Regions from separate parts of the Gossypium hirsutum genome. Here region 2 is linked to region 1. The links are chromatin contacts, called in public Hi-C maps. All regions are on one chromosome and are shown on one strand. The core of a region is the stretch at or near the end of the contact, and the rest is flanking DNA. Distances in the headings are between cores, read along the strand shown.

What was found. A called contact is a pair of places that touch in the nucleus more often than the background predicts.
Region 2: a contact with region 1 is called in a Hi-C map of fibers, with 4 times the contacts expected there. The contact joins the promoter of LOC107949789 here to the enhancer-like site in region 1. A contact is called at or near these places in 8 of 34 Hi-C or Micro-C datasets (fibers, hypocotyl, leaf and 1 more).

The regions. Positions count from the first base shown.
Region 1 is chrD03:38,897,431-38,901,666 of Gossypium_hirsutum_v2.1, reverse strand. It overlaps the pseudogene LOC107949793. Among protein-coding and RNA genes, the nearest start is that of LOC107949794, 12 kb to the right of the region's middle. Within about 2 kb of position 2,391, at least 6 of the 9 cell types and tissues checked have an H3K27ac peak or open chromatin away from gene starts, as enhancers often do. A contact at or near this core is called in fibers, where this site is marked.
Region 2 is chrD03:38,962,122-38,966,357 of Gossypium_hirsutum_v2.1, reverse strand. It overlaps LOC107949789 (histone deacetylase 5), which reads right to left and starts at 2,055. Exons shown (of 14, transcript XM_016884547.2): 1 at 1,635-2,055; 2 at 1,008-1,206; 3 at 775-921; 4 at 540-652; 5 at 73-284. The coding sequence starts at 1,831.

The DNA.
Region 1 (4,236 bases), core at 1,142-3,641:
GCAAGAATATAGTCCAATGCTGAATCTTCGACAGCCAATGCAATACCCCTTTCAGCAAGGCGGCTTGCAACATCCTTCATTTGCAATCTAGCAACTTTCCTCAATTGGTCATGTGATAGAGGGTCGAAAACGACGATCTCATCGAGCCTGTTGAGCAACTCTGGTTTAAAATGTCGCCTTACCTGTCAAACAATCAAAATCATTATGTTAATACTACTGCTTCAACAACATTATATGACAAGGGTATATGATGCCAGAAATAGGTCATTTAACTACCTCTTGCATGACTCGATCACGAGCAACTTGCATTGTACATTTCCTGCTAAGTCCTGAAAGAATATGTTCTGCTCCAAGGTTTGATGTCATGATGATCACAGTATTTCTGAAGTCTACAGTGCGGCCCTGGCCATCAGTTAACCGACCATCATCCAAGACTTGAAGTAGTGTGTTGAAAACAGAGAGGTGTGCTTTCTCAACTTCATCAAAGAGTACAACACTGTAAGGCCTCCTCCTCACTGCCTCTGTAAGCTGCCCTCCTTCCTCGTGGCCAACATACCCAGGTGGTGCCCCAATAAGTCGAGCCACTGAGTGTTGCTCCATGTACTCAGACATGTCAATCCTGATCAGCAGATTCTCATCATCAAAGAGTTGTTCCGCTAGTGACTTAGCAAGCTCCGTCTTGCCAACACCGGTTGGACCCAAGAAAAGGAATGAGCCAGTTGGCTGTTGTGGCCTTCCTAATCCAGCTCTCGACCTCAAAACAGCTTCTGCAACAGCATCAACAGCCTGGTTTTGTCCCACCACTCTTTGATGCAACCTCTCTGCAAGCACAATCAACCTCTCCTTCTCATTCTGTCCAAGCCTCGTGACGGGGATGCCAGTCCAGCGGCTTACAGCCTCGGCAATGTGCTCCGGTCCAACTGTTTCGGTTAACATTATGTTCTCATCTGCTGTGCCTTCGATCTGGGCTAGTGCAGATTCCACTTCCTGAATCGCCCCATATCTCAAATCAGCAGCTCTTGCCAAATCATATCTCCTTTCAGCCTCCTGTAAAGCAAGCATGAGTTCTTCTCTCTTCTGCTTCAATCTTCGAATCTCATCAACCCTTTCTTTCTCTTTCGATATTTCATCATCAATGGCAGAAGCTTGTCCCTTAAATCATCAAGTTCTTTCCGGACCTAAACAAAACAAAACAAAAAGTTATAGATCCAACAAAAGTAAGAACATAAACTTAATCCATCACTTTTTGAGAGTCAAAACTTACTTCAACCAGTCGAGCTTTGCTAGCCTTATCCTTCTCTTTCTCCAATGCATGAAGCTCAACTTCTAGTTGCATTCTTTTCCTTTCAAGATTATCAATTTCTTCAGGCTGACTATCAAGCTGAACTCTCACATTTGCACAAGCTTCATCAACCAAATCGATTGCTTTGTCGGGAAGATGCCGTCCTGAACCAAAATACCAATGAATATCATTTAGAACTCAGCAAAGAAATTCAAATCCATGCTTTAAATAGATATAATTAATACTTGATCAAGCATCTCTAAAGAAGAAATATGGCATACCAGTAATATATCGACTTGACAGTTGGGCTGCAATCACCAAGGCACGGTCTTGAATCCTAACACCGTGATGACCCTCGTATTTTTCCTTTAATCCTCGAAGGATGCTAACGGTGTCTGGTACACTAGGCTCAGCAACATAAACCTGTTGAAACCTTCTCTCAAATGCAGCATCTTTTTCAACATACTTTCTATATTCTTCCAACGTAGTAGCACCAATGCACCTAAGTTGACCCCTAGCAAGCATAGGTTTAAAGAGGTTGGCTGCATCCATGGAACCCTCCTAAGTGGATTTCATCAATGAAGAGAATCACTTTCCCTTCAGCTTCCTCAACATCTTTCAAAACCGCTTTCAATCTTTCTTCAAACTCTCCTCTATATTTCGCTCCTGCAATCAGTGCACCCATATCCAACGCAACGAGTCGAACATCGGCAAGATTACTAGGCACATCTCCCCTCACAATTCTTTGAGCCAAACCCTCTACCACAGCAGTTTTACGAACACCAGGTTCTCCAATTAGAACTGGGTTGTTTTTAGTTCTTCTGGACAGGATCCTAATGACCCTTCTAATTTCTTCATCTCGGCCTATTACAGGATCAAGCTTCCCTGCTTGCTCAACAAGGTCAGTCCCATATGATTTTAAAGCTTGAAATGTAGTGTCCCCTGATGCACTCTCCACCTTTTTCCCTTCTTTTCCTCGAAGCTTTTCGAGCTCGGATTTCACTTTTGCTGGTGTAACCCCTGCTTCTTTCAACAAATCCGTAATCTGAGAATCCTCAAGGAGGCCTAGAATCAACTGATCGACCGCCAAATGGGTATCCCAGCGAGACTTTTGGGCGGCTTGGGCGCGACGGATTGCCTTAACAAGAGAAGAACTAGCAGGGACTTGATCTGGTGGAGGTGACTGTGTTGGAAGCTTTTTCAAGGCTTGATTGAATACCCTATCCACGGATTGTGCGACACTCTCACCTCCGGAGTTGGAGATTGCTTGATAAAAGATGCCTTGGGAGTCGGATATTAAAGCAACCGCAAGATGGAGGGTAGTGAATTGGGCATGGCCATTGCTCGTTGCTAGCTCATGAGCCCCGGCAAGAGCCTCATTCGTCTTGTGAGTGAATTTATCGGGATTCATTCTCTTTACTTATTATAAAAACCTGCAAAAAAAATCCAAAAACTAAACCCATTCAGTAAATAACCAAAAGCTTTGGATCAATGTAAATTGACAAAAACTTTCTTTTTTCTTTTTTCGAATATCTAATTTTCAGAAAATGCATCTTCTTTGATTTACATTTTCAAATATCATAAAAACAAGAAAAATAATAGAAAAGAAAGAAAGAACTCATTTCATACAATTCAAAGCTTTCTAACACACAAATATAGAAACATAAAAAAGGAAGATTTTTGCTTCTTACCTGATGATAAGAAATAAACAAATTCGTCTATCCGATAGGTGAAAAACAGAGAGTTGTCTGCGTTGCTCTGTTTCTTGTTGTTAGTCTTTCTTGTCCCGGAAAAGGGAAAAAAAAAAGCTTGCTTTGTTTGATATATGAGAATGGTGGATTGAAAAAAGTGAAGGATTACTTACATTTCGCTGGTGAAATTGCGATGGAGAAAGGAGGTGAAGACTGGGTTTTTGTTGAGGAAAGCGAAAATTCACGAAACTTGTAGAAGTTTTTCATTAGAAGCAGAAATTTCTACGCTTCTTTCTTTTTTCTTTTTTAACGTCCGAGTTTGACAGATTCGTCCCCCACGCGCTTTTTTTTAATTATTAATGGTTAAAATGTGACATAGGTCCTTGTATTACTCATAAATTTTGAATTTAATCCATGCACTTTTATTTTCATGATTTTAGTCTCTATTTTTCAGATTTCAAAATTCAGGTCTAATTGGTAACATTGTTAAATTTTTTGGTGTAAAATATTGAAATTAAAAATTCACTTGATAACCATGTAACTAAAAAAAATGATGTTGTAATTAATCTAAATTTTAAAATATTAAAAGTAGAGAAACTAAATTTATAAAAATAAAAGTATAGGGTCTTATAACATATTTTAACCTTAAAAAAATAAAGATAACTCTTAAAATCACATGTGATTATTTAAAATGTTGGTTAAGTTCTGAAATATTATCAAAAACTTATGTATTTTATAAAAATAGTAAAAACACAGTATTTTTAATAATGGATATTAGTGCAAAATAATATTCCTTATTAAAAATATTGAATAAAAAATATTAACTTATTTAGTAATTCAAATATAGATAACAAAATCATTATTAAAGTATTTGCAAAAACTAAAAAAAATGATATATTATAAATTATCTTGTGATAGAGCAACAACATCGTGCTATACTTCCTACATTACTTGTGAGGCTTGCCAACTTACTACTATATAAACTCTAAAAGCTCGATAAGGTGACATGTGACTCAAGGGATATATATGAGTACACCTGCTAGTAAAGTTATATGACTCATCCCATGAATATCAATAGAACATTTATCTAAGAGTGTTTACGGTACAAATCTTTTGCATCATATCCCATTTTCTCTCCTATGTTTTCTATCTTCACTTTCCACCACAATTGTAACAGATTTCGACTCTAATCGGACATAGTAGTTTCGGGACCATAAGTCCGAGTTAAAAAAATATTTTAATATTATTTTGTGTGTTTATTAT
Region 2 (4,236 bases), core at 806-3,305, 65 kb before region 1:
AGAGACTTAAAAGCAGCCGAAACTCCAACAATTGTCAATGTCAATGCGTAAGTTGGTTTATAACCATCAAACCTGCATCAAACCCTGCAGACACTAGAATTATGTCAGGATTAAATTCCTTAGCAACAGGAACTAAAACATGGTCCCAAACTGCTAGATAGTCAGCATCCCCACAGCGGCCATTCTCCCAAGGGACATTTATATTATATCCTGCACCTGGCCCTTCTCCAACCATGGTGTAAAACCCATCAAAATTAGCAGGGTAAAACCTACCAAACTCATGTCTGCAAGAGAAAACAAAGTAAAGCGTTCACATAAGTTAGGTGCAACAACAATATGCGAATAAATATCATAAAAAAAAACATATTCAATTTGAAAACCTGCACTTACAGAAAAAAGAAAAAGTTGAACAAACATGGCAAAAAAGATTTAAAATATGAAAAACAACCAATAGCATATACAATTGCCACAAGCAAATTAAGGGTAAGAACATATACAAAGTGATACACAAAAATCATTGGCTCATACTAGTTCTGTACCTGTGAACAGAAAAGAAAAGAACACGAGGATCACTCCAAAAAGTTTTTTGAGTACCATTACCATGATGAACATCCCAATCAACTATCAAAATCTTGTTTATACCAAGTTCAGGCTGAAAGAAAACATGAATGAATTAAAAATTCAATATTGTAACTTTCCGTGAAGACTTAGCAAGCTTCATTGAAAAATAGGAAAAATGACTCTGACTTGTAAAATCTAGCTCTCGTTTCTTACCCTTTGATCAAGTAGAAAACTTGCTGCTATGGCTATATTGTTGAATAAACAAAACCCCATTGCTTCATCATATTCAGCATGATGTCCAGGTGGCCTAACAATAGCAAAAGCAGAATTCAATTCCCCTTTTGCCACTTTCTCAGCAACCTATATGACAAAAAAATTTTCTGTTTTCAGTTTTTTAATTTTAAAATGCGAATCTAATGTTTATAGAGAATACTTTTATAATGTACCTCAATGACAGAGCCGGCTGCAAGGTATGCAGACTCTGATGATCCTTCATTCAAATATATAGAATTTAACTTGGAAGCAATCCGATTTCGCTTTGAATACTCTTTGGAGCTTATATTTCGAATCAGATTAACATGGTTTTTGGAGTGAACAGCGCAAATATATTCATCCTTGGCTTCTTTTGCATTTAAAATCACACATCTAAAAGATAAAGACAACGAGAACAAAATTTAAAAAAAAAATAAGAAAGAAATGAAATTAGGGTGAGTTTGGATGGGTGATTAGGTGCGATGCGGTGTATTTAGCTTACTTTTTTTTTATTTCACGCTACAATATCGCTACCGTATTTAATCTCACCGCCAACACTGTTTTTATACTATCAGCAGCTAAAGGCACCGCCCGTCCAAACTTATACATCCAAACTTATACAGTTAGATATTAGGGTTTAGGATAACAATACGTTTCCAATTCAAATAAATTGAAGATTTGAAATGAAATTTGCAATAGAGATCATTTTCATTTACTTATTACTCTAAAAATTGACTTTAAAAAGGAATTCTCAGCAGAAATAAACCGGGAGAAAATGGAAGGAAATATCAGATTAGTGGGTGAAATTTTTAAAATATTACCTTTGCGGAATGCCGGCGAGTTCAAGCTTGTTCCATATAACAGTGATTCGATCAGGTTTCTCGGGATGATCATCGCCATAAGGAGTTCGATGCTTACACATCCTCTGATCGTAAATTAAGCCTACCCGCCGTTCATTTTTGGCATCGTTCATGCGGTTGTAGTTACTCCTGCCCCCACCTGATCCCTCCTCCATCATGTCTCCCTCTCTTTCTCTGTGTTGCTTAGCCTCGGAGTCTTAGCAAGTGAAGAAGTGAGAGAGGAAGCAGCAGTCAAAGTAAGCGAAATTTGTGTTCGAAAATTAAAATTTTGAAATTTGTTCCCCCATTTTGTCCCTTTATTTTGGAAAGCTTTAAAAGGGAATGTAGTTTCTTTTTACGACCATAAGTGACACGACTTACTAGTTTGATTTGACCGACGATCTATATTCCATTTACTTTCTAGTATACAACGACGCAGGTTGGTTTTTTTTATACAAATAACCCTAAAATTTTTTATTAATTATGAAAATGACCTATGCTTTTTATTATATACAATCTGAAATTTACAATAAAAATTGGTGAAGTAAAAAAGTTTAGCGTCACTAATATACCATGTCAGTAAGCTCAATAAAAAAATTATTTTTGTGGTGGCATCATTTGTGGTAGAGTCATGTAGAATGACGTCACCTGTATAAGTATCAAAGAAATACTACTCTTTTTGAAAAATTGGAGAGTCAAAAAATAAATATGGTGGTGGAGCCAAAATATTTGGCGTCGCCACTTTTGTATGTGCCCGTGTAAATTTTTTTTTAGTTTTTTTAAATTTTAAAATTATAAAAAATTTAATTTTTTATTAGGTGGAGCCATTCTAAATGGCGCCACCACTTTATGTCAAATCTTTTTTAATAAATGTGTTTTTTTTTATTTTAAAAAATAATATTTATTTGGTGGAATCATATAGAATAGCGTCACCAGTATATTCTATATGTTTTGTTTAAATGTGTTATTTTTTAAATTTTTTTAAATAATATTTTATTTGGTGGTGCCATATAAAATGACGCCACCAGTGTATTTTAGTATGTTGCTTTTTAATTTAAAATTTTTAAAAATAATATTTTATTTTTATGGCTTCACCACCTTAATTATTTTACATATATAAATATTGTTTAGGCTTTTTTGTAACAGTTGAACTGGAAGAGAAGAAAAGAGAGAAATTGTTGTGTTTAGTAGGAGAGCTCAAAAATTCTAGTGAAGATGAATAACTCGGTGTTTTTTGTGTACGTTCTTTTTTATGGTGAAATTATAGAAGGTAATGTTGGTTGTGTATTTCAAGGTTGGCAGAGAGTAGGGTTGCGATTCCATAAAACTATGAAACTAGAATAAATGAATAGGAAGATCTGTGCGAAAATAGCTAACCGTTGTGGAAGGTTGATGTCCAGATTATTTTACAAGTTCCCAATATTTAAAAATCCGTTGAAATTTTGTGAAATGCAACTATTATATAATGATGACTTGGGCACTATGATGGAAATATGGTGGTCAACTGGGAGTAGAACCCCCAACCAGTTGAGTTATTTATTGAGTTAACTGACTTAGAGCCAATTGAGAATGTTAGTCCAATAAGTCAACATCGCAAGTTTGACTTTGATCTTAATATTGAATGAACAGATCAATTAGACTACGGAGGGACATCGCAGATGCACGGAAATCCATATTATGGTGGGAGTTCGTATAACAACCCTATTCCGAGTCCTAGTTTACAAATACATCCGAAGGTGATAGGTACCGAGGCAGACGTCAAATAAGGGACCAATAATGGTGAATATTCTAATCAGGACGTTGAAGATTTTAGTGACCCTGATATTGATGAGGTTCCAGACAATATTAACGATAAAGATCCAGAGGAGGTTGAAGATGCTCATGTCCCTTCTTTTAGTAACCCAAGTCTTGGCATTATTTTACGGAATGACCCTGGGGGCGACATGTTGAGCATAGATCCTGATGCAACACATGCATCCGAGTTTCTTAAGTATGCTGATATAGTCCCTGCTCACAGATCGATGTCAAATTCGCAGTTGGAAGAGTTGTTCGTTGGGCAACGGTTCGGGAACAATGCAAACTTTATGTTTGCCATCAAACAGTGCAGGATGAAGGTGTCAATTGATTACAATGTCACCAAGTCTACACCGATATTATATGTTGGGGAATGTTGAAGAGCTGACGATGGGTGTGGCTAGCGAGTTCGAGCTGTATTTATATAGATGACTTAACAGTAACAAATATGAAAATTAGAAGAGCGTCATACATACACTGCCACACGTATGACTCAAGACCACCAGAAATTAGATGTCAAAAGTATCTGCAACTGCATCATGCCATTAATGAAAGATAGCCCAACCATTCCTGTGTCGAAATTGATTACAGACGTGCAAACCCGATTCCAGTACAGAGTGTCGTACAGAAAAGTATGGTGAGCAAAACAAATAGTCATGGAACAATTGTACGACGACTAAGATGAGTCATATAATAAACTTCAGGGGTGGATTTCAGCGATGGTGGAGTATGTGCTAGGAATTGTCATGGACTTGCAAACGTTGTCTTACAGAGGCTCGAATGGACAACT